3 separate regions of the Sus scrofa genome follow, and regions 2 and 3 are each linked to region 1. Evidence: chromatin contacts called from public HiChIP or PLAC-seq data. All regions are on one chromosome and are shown on one strand. Each heading gives the region's core, a stretch centred on a gene start, on an enhancer-like site or on the middle of the called end of the contact. The rest is flanking DNA. Distances are from core to core; before and after follow the strand shown.

Region 1 (4,018 bases), core at 1,457-3,956:
AGGATCCTTAACCCACTGAGCAAGGCCAGGGATCAAACCCTCAACCTCATGGTTCCTAGTCGGATTCGTTAACCACTGCGCCACGACAGGGACTCCAAAGCCACTTTCTATAACACACTTACCTTCTTCTTAAAAGGGAACAAATGAGCATCAAAGTGTGGTTCTGCTCTTAGAGGTTTCTTTCAAAAACCAGAACACTAGGAGTTCCCGTCATGGCTCAGCGGAAACGAATTTTTGTGTTTTTTTGTTTGTTTGTTTGTTTGTTTTGCTTTTTTAGGACTGCACCCTTGGCATATGGAGGTTCCCAGGCTAGGGGTCTAATCAGAGCTATGGCTGTTGGCCTACACCACAGCCACAGCAACAGGGGATCCGAGCCGCGTCTGCCACCTACACCACAGCTCATGGCAATGCTGGATCCTTAACCCACTGAGCTAGGACAGGGATCGAAACCGCAACCTCATGGTTCTTACTCAGATTCGTTTTCACTGCGCCATGATGGGAATTCCTGGAAATGAATCTTGACTATGTCCATGAGGACACAGGTTCGATCCCTGGCCTCGCTCAGTGGGTTATGGATCTGGCATTGCCGTGAGCTGTGGTGTAGGTTGCAGACGCAGCTCAGATCTGGTGTTGCTATGGCTGTGGCGTAGGCCGGTGGCTACAGTTCCAATTCAACCCCTCGCCTGGGAACCTCCATATGCCAAGAGTGTGACCCTAAAAAGACAAAAAATAAAATAAAATAAATAAGTAAATAAAAACAAAAAGACTAATCTGATGTTTATCATCTCATTATAGAAGCTTAAGACTAAGTCTTACTTTTGTAGTATATATATGAATGGTCAACAAAGACTCATCCTACAAAAACTTATTGAGCCCAGTTATAGGCTGAGCAGTGGACCCTGCCCTCCCAGAATTTGCACTCTAGAGGTTATCATGAGAGAAGAAAACTAGCTGGGAGACAAAAGTTCCTATTACATATCTTTATTTGTAGGTCAAATTTAAGGGAAGTAGGACACGGCATTATTCTTGCGAGCATCACTTTCAGGACACAACCATGTCAGGGAGCCCTGAATTCTGTGGGTGTTGCATCTCTTGAATTCTAACCAACACCCTAAGAAACACATGGAAGGCACAGCTGGTGGGTTGCTTGGGGGTCATGGCGGGCCAGCTGCCAACTGGCTCTTCAGTGGATAGTGTTTGGAGGGTTGAACTCCAAGGTCATTCTGGTATCTGCTTAGTCATGGATGATGTTGTATATTCTCCCCAGTCATCAGAAGCGAGTCTTTGAAACTGTGAGAAACATCAATCAGGTCGTCAAGCAGAGGTCTCTTACCCCATCCCCTATGAACATCCCCGGCTCCAACCAGTCCTCGGCCATGAACTCCCTCCTGTCTAGCTGTGTCAGCACTCCCCGGTCCAGCTTCTACGGCAGCGATGTCGGCAACGTCGTTCTGGACAACAAGACCAACAGCATCATCCTGGAAGCAGAGTCAGCTGACCTGGGGTGAGCCAGCCAGAGGCTTTTATCTTTCTGTTGTGGGGACAGGTAGGGGGATTGAGCACAGCTTCAGTAATGAGGCGAGGGAAGCTGATAAGAGTCACCTGAGAAGTGTAGCCCTTTCAGTTCTCAAATCTGTTGTCCCAGCCTGCTGAGCTTATGCTTATCCTTGATACTGCTGTGTTCACCACAGCAAAGAGTAAAACAGGATGTCAGCTTTTCTGTAAAACGCTGGAGGGGAGGATAAATGAGTATGTTTTTCTGTTAAGCTTTATCTGTTAGGCTACAGACTAGACATTTGTAGCTCAGATTCTGAAACGCTAAGGAGCACTCAGGCTCTGTCTCATGACCAGAATCTGATTTGTTTCAGAAGGTGGGGTGGAGGGTGCCTGGCAGGTGCCTGTCACACTGTGTGTTGGGGGGGTGGATCCTCCTCAACAGTAGTCTGTCCCTTTTCGTCCTGAAGCCCTGCAGTTTCCCCAACCCCACCCTATTGTCCATCCTTTTCCTATGACTTAACAAAATTGGTTTTTCTGACCGAGGGGTCAGACAGTTGGAAACTACTTGATCAGAACTTGGGGAGGGGTTGGACTTTATTATTTTTTTTTATTGAATTATAGTTGTTGTACAATATTACATAGGTTACAAGTGTACAATATAGTGGTTCGCAATTTTTTAAAGGTTATACCTCCATTTATAGATATTATAAAATATTGGCTATATTCCCAGTGTTGTACAATATACCGTTTAGCTTATTTTATATCTAATAGTTTTTAACCTCTTGATCCCCTCCCCCGATGCTCCCCCTCCCCCTCCCCTCTCTCCACTGGTAACCACTAGTTCGGAGCAGAACTCTTTCTGAGATCTCAGCTCCTTAAAATCAAGAAGAAAGAGGTTCATCCCTTGAGCCAGCTGTCCTCCTGTTAACCAGGACCTGCAGCCTGAACGAGGTTTCTTCCTAAGTCATCGTGAGGGAAATGTTTGTAAAGGCTGGATTTTATGTAGTATGTGCAAATTTTCCTTCCAGCTTAGTACTCTCTCCTCTCCTCCCTGAAAAAGAGAAAAAAAGAAAAAGAAAAGAAAAGAAAAGCCCCAAAGAGAATTGTTCTTCTGGGCAGGCATTCGTTTCCCCATTTTTGCCTAAGTGTCAGCGGTTTCCCTTGGTTTCCTTAAGAGCCGTGTCCCTTAGGCGGCGAGGCCGTAGTTGTCTGGCGCCCCCTGGTGGCTGCTCCGAGCTCACCCCCTGTTTTTCCTCCTTCCAGAAACGGGGAGCGGAGTAAGAAGCCAGGCACGCCAGGAACGCCAGGGTCCCACGATCTGGAGACGGCGCTGCGAAGGCTGTCCCTCCGCCGGGAGAACTACCTCTCGGAGAGGAGGTTCTTCGAGGAGGAGCAGGAGCGGAAGCTCAGGGAGCTGGCGGAGAAGGGCGAGCTGCTCAGCGGCTCCCTGACGCCCACCGAGAGCATCATGTCCCTCGGCACCCACTCGCGGTTCTCCGAGTTCACCGGCTTCTCTGGCATGTCATTCAGCAGCCGCTCCTACCTGCCCGAGAAGCTGCAGATCGTCAAGCCGCTGGAAGGTGATCACAGGGGTCCTCGACCCCTCTCTGCCCTCCTCAGCGACTCCCTGTGGTCCCTGATCCACCACCGGAAAACGGGCAACCTCTGTAACGCCTACTCCTTTTTCTTCCGAGATAGCCACCCGCGCTGCTGGTTTGAGTTCCTCTGAGCGTCCGGACCTCCACCTCTCCCGGTGCAGGTTTGGAAATGTACTTACGGCAGCTGGGACTAACCTTCGTCAACTAAGCCAGAGAAAAGAAAATGTGTTGGCGTCGGTTTCCTAGTGCATTTAGAACAAATCTTTTGGGAAGGCAGAGGCGCTCCTAACGTCCCCTGAAGATAATTAGGTCGTGCCTGGGGGTCTAAGTGTAGAGAATTAATGCTTTGACGTTTCAGAAATGTCGGTGTCTGGGAGGAAGGGGTGCAAAGCAAATAATGTTGTTTTTCCATCACCACGGAAAATGGTTTGCTATTTGTTGACGCACAAGCTCTGCGTTGATCTTCAAGTAAAGAGGGTGTGGCCTTTTTCACTGCAGTGTGTTCTGAGCAAGACTTCTAGACCTCACAGTTTCGGGGCCAGGAAGGGGGTGGCTCTGGAGGAAAGTGAGGTGTGTACCTCCTTAAGCTTACCTTTACCAGGGGCAATTTTTCAGCTTTTAGTATTCAGGGACACCCTATGTGATTAAACTCTGGAAAGACTCAGCTTTTTTCTTTCTTTCTTCTGGCTTTAGACATTATAAAATGTCTTTCATTTACCACCACTCTAACGAGAGCCTCCAAGTGTTTATAATTTTCATTTTTTTTCTTCCTATAGTTTGGAAATCTGTGAGCGTTTAAAAAGTATTTCAGAATTCTGTATTACATATCTAAGGCAAAGCCAAATCAGAAATTCTACAAGGCAGTATTTCTCAACTTTTTTTTTGGGGGGGGCTCCTTTTAGAAGCCGTTTTAGACATTAATT
Region 2 (4,002 bases), core at 1,196-3,695, 140 kb before region 1:
GACCTGCTAGGGCAATTAGTGTTTTCTCTTCTGTGTGCCTGTCCCTCCCTCCCATGGCCCTGCACTCTTGGCTTGCAGCAGCAGCAGCAGCAGCAGCAGCAGATTATCAGCAGTTCCAAGTAGCTCAGGGGCCATAGCTGGGGAGGCTGGTTCACTCCAGAGGTTCCACCTGCCACCTGCTTCTTCCAAGCTGGGGACACCAGAGGGAGATCAGCCTCTCTTCCTCACATGTGGGATACACAGTCTGTCATCTGGTGCTGGAAACCAAATGTCAAGCCCCTGGTCCCACAAGGTCAGCGACTCCAAATGACTGAATGAATGACTTCAAAATTGTGTACCAACTTTGACTGAATCTCAGGGATATAGAGAGTGACAGGCAGCTGGTAAAGGTGCAAAGCGTATCGGTCATATTCAGCAGACAAGGCTTGTAGTTATGGGTCTACCACTAATTTGATGCTGCTCTGGTCATGTACCACTTTTCTGCCCGCAGTTTCCTGAAAATGAGAAGGTTGGACTAGATGATCTCAAGGATCCCCCAGCTCTAGCATTCTTAAATTACAGAACTGGAAGGAACCTGATCTGTCAGTTATACTTCAAATAGTCTTTTTTTTCTCCTTCTTCTTTTTCTTCTTCTTAAAAAACTCCTCGGTGTTGGGAACAGCTCCATACCTGCTCTAAACCTACTAGAAGTCAGCTCCAGCACATTTGCTCTTCTAACTCCCAGGCAGCCATGCTCATTTACATATGAACCTGGCATGTACTTGGTCATCTTGATCATTTGTTGTTGTTGCTTTTTTTTTTTTTTTTTTTTAGCTCCACATGCTTGGCATAAGGAAGTTCCCAGGCTAGGGGTCAAATCAGAGCTACAGCTGCCAGCCTATGCCACAGCCACAACAACTCAGGATCCGAGCCATGTCTGCGACCTCTATCACAGCTCACCTGAGTGAGGCCAGGGATCAAACCCACATCCACATAGATACTAGTCAGATTCATTTCCACTGTACCACAAAGGGAACTCCTTGACCATTTTTTTTTTTTTTTTTGTAATTGAAACTTTAAGGAGATAATTATAGATTCACATCAGTCATGAGAAATAATACACTTACTAATAATACACTTTGCCCAACTTCCCCTGATAACGTTTTGCAAAACTTAATATGGTATCACAACTATGATATTGACATTCATACAATCCACCTATCTTACTCAATTTCCCCAGGTTTACTTGTACTTATGTGTAAGTTCTGTATGAATTTTATCACCTGTTTCTAAAGTCACAAGTACTAAAAGCAGAAATAGACCTGTGTTGTCCATTTATACCACTTCTTGCCTTCCTCCCATCTCACCTCATCCCCTACTTGGTGACTTTTCAAAATCCTTTTATTTGGAAATAATTTCAAACTTACAGAAATGTTCCAATACATCCTACAACCAGATTCACTAAGTGTTAACATGTTGCCCATTTACTTTATCGTTTTTTCCTTAGCAGCATATTTTTTCCTGAATGGCCTGAAGACAGGTTGCATACATCATGCCTCTTTTCCTCTTTACAATACTTCACTGTGTATTTCCAAGAATAGGGATATTCTTGTACATGACCACAGTACAAGTCATCAGCATCAGCAAATCTAACATTGATTTAAAACTTTAATCAACTATCAGGATTCCGATTCCAATTTTATCCATTAGAATGTCCTTTATAGCATCCTTCTCCCCACCTCCTCCAGAATCCAGGTTAGGACCAGGTATCACACTGAGTTGTTATGACTTTTTAGCACTCTTTAATCTGGAACATTTCCCAAGCCTTCTTCTGCGACATTGACATTCTTGAAGAATACAGCCGTTGCCCATTTTTAATAGATATTTCCTCATTTGGGGTTTGCCTGGGGTTTCATTATCCTTAGATTCGGGTTATACATTTTCCCTGGAAATACTGCATAGGTGATGTGTTCTCCCAGCATGACCTGCTTTTACTGATGATGTGGATTTTGCTGCAGGTCAAGGTGCTGTCCCTCTGCCCCTTTGTATATTAAATATTTCTCTTTCTACTAATAAGCCTAAACCAACTATAGGGAGACACATTAACCCAGGCAAATACCTGCTCCCCCAATAAATCCTCCCTAGGGTTAGCATCCATTGATGATTCTTGCCTGAACCAATCTTTACTGTGTACTTTTGTCTCTTCAAGTCTTGGGGTACTGGAAATCAGGTTTTCTCAGGTTTGGTTTCCTTGGGTCTTCGGTTCTGGTCTGCGTCTTCTCCAGGTCTTCCCAATGTCCTCTGTGACCTTTGGGCAGGGACGAGGTCAACGCTGTAGACTCAGCAGCCTCAACTGGAAATGAGGTCATGTGTTCCCAGTTAAACCGTCCAGCGGTGATTTGCATAATAGAGTAAGTAGCCTGTGAGCACTTACTTCCTGGATCATTTCCTGATCCCCCACACCTCTGTCCCCCTCCCTCTTTGGTGGCATTTTGTTCAGACTGCTCATCCATATTCCCCTCATCTCCTGGCTCAGTTCCACCCCGGCTTAAGTCTAAGGGTTGCCTTCCTAGGGGACGGCCTGGCCTGCAGGAACGGAACGCCTGGACTTACACTGCGTTCGTGGCAAAGTATCCGCGTGAGTTCCCTAAGACTGGCTGGACTGACATCGAGACGGGCTAGAAGTATATAAGCTCTCGTTTGGGGCGCGGGTGGTGGAGTGCGATAGCTTGTCACGAACCAGGTATTTTTCCAGGGGCTTCTCCAGGCCTAGATCGGGTAAAGGCTCTGGAGCGGGCCACCTGCCGCGACCGGAGAGGTAGGAGGGGCGCGGCTCCGGAAGGCTGGGGCACACTCCCGGCGGGCGTCCTGGAGGGCCACCCGCAGGTGGCGGCGCTGGCCTGCGGGCGGGGCCGGGGAAGGGGAGGGCTAGACGCGCGTCGGTTGGTGACGGCAGCGCGGAGGGGAGGTGCGAAGCGCCCGCCCGCTGAGAGCCATGGCGAGAGGCCGCGCAGCGGCGCCCGCTTCAGTACCCCGGTCCGCAGCAGCGCCCCCGCCCGCCGCCCCCGGGCCCACCCGGCCGCCGCCCCCGTGCACCCCAAGCCCCTGATCGCTGCGCGCTGTGAGCCAGGCGCCCCGGGAGAGGGGCCGCGCGCGGGAGGGCGGCACGGGAGGGAGCGCGCGGGAGCCCGAGCGCCCCGACGACCCCCGCGTCCCGGAACCCCGGATCTCTAGCTGGGAGCGCGAAGTCGGCGGCCGGGCAGCATCAGGAGGAGGAGACGCCAAAGCCCAGCCCGCCGTGTGCGCCCTGGTGCCGCCCGGCCGCCTGCTGTGGAGGGAACCAGAGCCGCCGGGCGGCCCGGGCCGGGCCGAGGACACCGAGGAGGAGGCAGCCAGGAGTGTCGATCGCCCGGGCAGCCCTGCGCCGGAGGCTCCCGGGGCCGCGCCTGCTACGGGGCTGCACTCCGCGCGCCTCTAGAGGGTAAGCCCGTGGACCGCTGACTTGTTCCGGCGCATCGGCCCCGGGGATGGGTGGAGAAGGACACGAGTGTTCTAAGAGTGTCGGTGCTTGATGTGGTGGCGGCGGGAAGGGCCGGGCGCGGAGATCCTGCTAGGGCAGCACTCCTCCCGCATCGGCCGCACCTGGTGCCCATTGTGTACCGTGTTGGTCACGCCGCGTGGCCTGGATTCTGGGCTCCGGCACTCCGAAGTGACAGTGAGGCGACCTTCAAAGAGCCCAGAGCTGAGCAAGGCCAGAGTGCGAGCGCACCCAGATTCCCACTCACCCGCAAAATGAATGTAAATTACATCTTCTGAGAGTGTTTGGGACGAGACAAATGGCTTTCAGGACCCCTCCTTTCCATCCTGAAAGTTAACAAGTTCGCTTCGTCACTTTTTTGTTTTGACCTGAGTTTTTTTCAATTCTTTTCGAATCTCCAAGGTCAGCCTCCTGCAGGTAACAAACTTAGTGAAATGTGTTGCTTCTTTTGTTACGTTGTGTTTAGGGAAGCAGCAGTCAAAAGC
Region 3 (4,188 bases), core at 323-2,822, 160 kb before region 1:
AGAAGTTATTAAAGCAGGAAAAAAATAAACAGAAAACTTAGGCAAATGTTTACAAATGAGGACACAACATGATAAAATGGTGAATATAAAGTTTTTATGTAAGAATAACTGATTCCTCAAAAACAACGTTTTAGGCTATAAGGGAAAAAAAAAACCTTAAAATTTTAAATTTGAGTCAGATCAAATTCATTTCCTCAATCTCTTACTAAATAGAAGCACCTGAGCAAAGCACTCATCCTGAAATTAACATAATACATCAATTAACAAAGTGGCTTTGACAAGGGTGGGTTTATTACCATCAGCAGGTCCCCTCTGTGAGGGCCCAATTTTTTTAGAGTAAAACAAAGAATTGGATCAGATGATCTTCTAAGTTGTCTTTCAAATTTGAAATCCCCATGACCTTTGAGATTCTTTTTGACTCAATCCTCAAATGTTCCTCAACTGAAACTTCCTAAGAAGCGTTTTTTAAAATCTGTAACCTCTTAAACTGTAAAATAAAACGTCTCTTTTAATCTATAAATTCACCTAGGTATATATGTACCATCTGAGAAGACAGAAGTCAGAAAAATAACGTATTTGAGAAATTGAGGTATTTAAGATTCAGGGGCCATGACCTACTCTCAACGAACTCTGAAACAGACTAGGTGGTAGGGGCACGTTGATAAAAATTGGAACCCTTTTCCTTCAGATCATTAACTCCCACACTAGCGGCATCAGCAGCGCTCAGGAACTTGGCAGAAATGCAAATTCTTGGCCCGGGCCCAGACCTACTGAATCGGAAACTCTAGAAGCGGGGCCGAGCAATCCGTGTTTTAACTCGCCCTCTCGTTGCGCAGCTATCTTCGAAAACCGCAGGCCAAGTCAACCTTACCCGAGGACACAAAAGGTGGCAGGCACTACGCTAAGCACTCAACAGGTGCTCCCCCTCCGCACTTCACCGACCGAATCAACTGCAGGCTTTGAGCTCGGGGACCTCGAAAGTGCAGGCTCTAAGTCGCTACGTAAACACTCCCTCCTCCCCAACCCCAAGTAGCTCGCCGCCAGCAAACGGGCTGCTTTCAGTGCCTTCTCCAAGTCCACCGACACCCGGGAAGCTAAGCCTGAGTTTTAAGAGCCCAAGTTTTAAACTGCGAACTCGGGCGTCTGTACAGCGCAACTCGCGAAACAAGGGGTGTCCCGTGTACCCTGAACAAAAAGTTGTGTAGAGTTTAATACAGCACAAAGCAGAGCCCGAAGAGAGGGGGGGTGGGGGGGTGCACAGGGTCCGCCCAGAGGGGGACGGTAGCTGGACGGCTCCCCTACAGATCTGTAATCGCTCCAGCGAACGCTAAGAGAGACCGGAACCCAGATTCAGCGCCCCTAAAGCCTCCACTGCCACTCACCTGCTCACCAGGTGGGGAGAAGCCGCAGGTCCACCAGACCGCTGCAGCGAGTGCGCGCGTCTTAGCCCCCACCCCTCAGGACGAGTCCACTGGTCAAAGCCAGGGACGAAGTAATGGAGCAAGGCGGGACGCGCAGAAACAGCGTGAAACCTTACAGGTCCATCACCCCTTCGCATTTGGATTAGGCCTGCACGTCTCCAGGGCAGCACGCAGAACGCCGGAAGGAGCGCTGGCTGCTGATTGGCTGATCAGTATCAGTTCCTATTGGCTGGAGTCTGGAAATGAAGCCGCTAGGCACCTCCCTCAACAACAACGGCCTTGCTCCCTGCGTTAGGGCTAGTCCACCGACCGACCCTAAATTGCGGTAGAAAATGCTTGGGGAAACCCGGCTCAGAGCGTGGCCTCTGGCCTTGCGAGTTCCACCCACCTCCGCGTTTGGATTGGCCCATCACGTCTCCTGGGCAGCACTCAACCGTGGAAGGAGCGCTAGGGCTGCTTTTGGTTACTGGTGGCTGCGGCACGGAATTGGGTGGCTGGGACCGAGAGTTGGTCCACCCTGACGGGGGTGGGACTGGAGTTTGGGTGGATCGAGGGGACTTTCGTGGGCAGTAGTTGCATAGTTGGTGGCAATGCAGTCCTGGGCCCTCGTCATTTTTCCTGCTCCCACTGTCCTCCGTTTCCTTCCATCGTTTTTCTTATGCCCTCTGGAGCTCAGATGGACGCGGCGACATAATGTGGGTAACAAATGTCTCCTCACTCTTTAGAAAGGAGTAGGCTGTGGATTATCTTCCTTCTTGTACATGAAAAAAAAATAGATCAGATCCTCTGATCTCAATTTAGTTGCTTAGGACTTTCAAAGATCCACGCCCTCAAATAGCAACTGCCAGGCACGTTAGCACCAGCTCCCCTTTCCTTCCACTAGAGTTAGCGCAGTGTTTCTCAACTTTAGCATCAGAATCAGCTGCAGTGCTGGTTAAAACAAGCTCCACACCTACCCACAGAATGTTCGATTCTGTAGATCTGGATGAGGCCCTAAATTTTGCATTTCTATCAAGTTAACAGGTGATGTGGATCTTGCCATAAGGGACCGCGTTTGAAAACCTACCTGGAGGAACTCTGCCTCTCTAATGGCAGGTTATTACCTCTCCTATTTACTTTCCTTCTCAGGAATCTTATTAGCCGTTATTGTCAATTTAATAGATTTGATGTGGGAAAAAATCCTCATGGAACAATTCCTAATTAATCAAGACTTAAAATGAAATTGGAACTAGTTTATTCCAAGCTTGATAGCCTTAGCATTAATGTCAGAAACAATATCAAATCCTGGTGCTTCTTAGCCTACATTTTTTGGATGCCTCCAGAGAACACATGTTCCTGTCAAGAGAGCTAAAATGTGTGCATGTGCATTTTTCTGGATGGGAATCCATGGTTTGATCAGATTCTCAAAGGTACCAATGATCCAGCAAAGTTTAAGAACTCCTGCTAGAGACAATTTTGAGACAATATCATAAACACAAGCTAGAAAGTACATGGACCCAGCTCATTAACCACTACTGGACCAAAAGTTGGACCTCAGCAGGCATTATTAGTTCAATGTCAAAAAATAAAAACCAGCTAAATGCTGTTTAGGCTCTTAAACAGGGCAGAACTCAAACATGTTTTGAATTGCTTCAGTTCCTGAGCACTTTCAGGGTAAACGTCACCTCAATTTTAGATAATTCCTTCTCGTTATAGTTGATAATAATGAATCTGACTTGAAGGATTCGATACCAAAACCTGAGTTATGCAAGTGACCTCTTCCTCATGTCTATATTATCATAATCTAGGTCAAGAATCTCTTCATTCAGTCACACAGAAAGTTCCTTTGGACAAAGCACTATGTTAGACTTGCAGAGGAGGAAAAACATCTTTTATTGTTACCTTCATTCAAAGGAGCATACAAAATAATAATACATGTAAAGTTAGCAAAAAAAAATTGGGAAGGAAACAAATTAAGATTAGCTTGGATCCTAGGGAATTTAGAACAACAACAAAATACATATTTTGGTGGGGTTTTTCTTTCTTTCTTTTCTTTTTTTTTTTTTTTTTTTGGTCTTTTTTTGTTGTTATAGGGCCATACCCATGGCATATGGAGGTTCCCAGGCTAGGGGTCTAATCGGAGCTACAACTGCCAGCCTACACCACAGCTCACAGCAACGCCGCATCCTTAACCCACTGAGTGAGGCCAGGGATCAAACCCACAACTTCATGATTCCTAGTCAGATTTGTTTCCGCTGTGCCATGACAGGAACTCCAAAAATACATATTTTGAAGACAGAAGAAATGCAAGTGCTCAGGGTGGGCCCTGAAATGGGCTTTGTATATTCTAGCTGCTAGTAGAAAAGCATAACCCTTAAATCTTCTACTGGCTACAAAGTAAAAACAAATCATTTAGTCAGGAAAAATCTTAACTAGTCCTGAAAGAAATGCATTCCCTAGGTCTTCAACATGCTGTGAAGAGCTCTGTGGTTGTAAACACCATGAGTTCATAGGCAGATTCCTTTGCATGTTCCCTCCAAAAAAACCAGCCTTACCCCCATTCAATGACTGGCTCTGCAGGAATGGATATGCTTCAGGACAAACACTCAGCTCTCTTGGTCTGTTTGGTCTGGGGAAGCTTTCAAGTAGAAGCTCAGCAGAGAAACTTCCTTTGCCACTTCACTTGGAGGTCACAGCTTTTAAAGATAGAAGAGTTTAGAGTTCCCCTTATGGCTCAGTAGAGACAAATCCGACTAGGAACTACAAGGTTTTGGGTTCGATCCCTGGC

Evidence for each region. HiChIP or PLAC-seq counts read pairs in DNA pulled down with a chosen protein or histone mark.
Region 2: a contact with region 1 is called in an H3K27ac HiChIP or PLAC-seq map of skeletal muscle, with 6 times the contacts expected there. The contact joins the promoter of TRAK1 here to the enhancer-like site in region 1. A contact is called at or near these places in 1 of 5 promoter capture datasets (fetal liver), 7 of 47 Hi-C or Micro-C datasets (embryonic fibroblasts, fetal heart ventricle, heart right ventricle and 2 more) and 2 of 2 datasets of contacts at active chromatin or transcription factors (alveolar macrophages and skeletal muscle).
Region 3: a contact with region 1 is called in an H3K27ac HiChIP or PLAC-seq map of skeletal muscle, with 6 times the contacts expected there. The contact joins the promoter of ULK4 here to the enhancer-like site in region 1. A contact is called at or near these places in 1 of 5 promoter capture datasets (liver), 3 of 47 Hi-C or Micro-C datasets (embryonic fibroblasts, epiblast stem cells and skeletal muscle) and 2 of 2 datasets of contacts at active chromatin or transcription factors (alveolar macrophages and skeletal muscle).

The regions. Positions count from the first base shown.
Region 1 is chr13:25,910,990-25,915,007 of Sscrofa11.1, forward strand. TRAK1 (trafficking kinesin-binding protein 1) reads left to right here. Exons shown (of 17, transcript XM_021071690.1): 13 at 1,268-1,504; 14 at 2,761-3,077. Among named protein-coding and RNA genes, the nearest start is that of CCK, 33 kb to the right of the region's middle. Within about 2 kb of position 2,707, at least 15 of the 83 cell types and tissues checked have an H3K27ac peak or open chromatin away from gene starts, as enhancers often do. A contact at or near this core is called in retroperitoneal adipose tissue and skeletal muscle, where this site is marked.
Region 2 is chr13:25,770,900-25,774,901 of Sscrofa11.1, forward strand. TRAK1 (trafficking kinesin-binding protein 1) reads left to right here and starts at 2,446. Exons shown (of 17, transcript XM_021071690.1): 1 at 2,446-2,617.
Region 3 is chr13:25,749,893-25,754,080 of Sscrofa11.1, forward strand. It overlaps ULK4 (serine/threonine-protein kinase ULK4), which reads right to left and starts at 1,573. Exons shown (of 38, transcript XR_002337917.1): 1 at 1,383-1,573.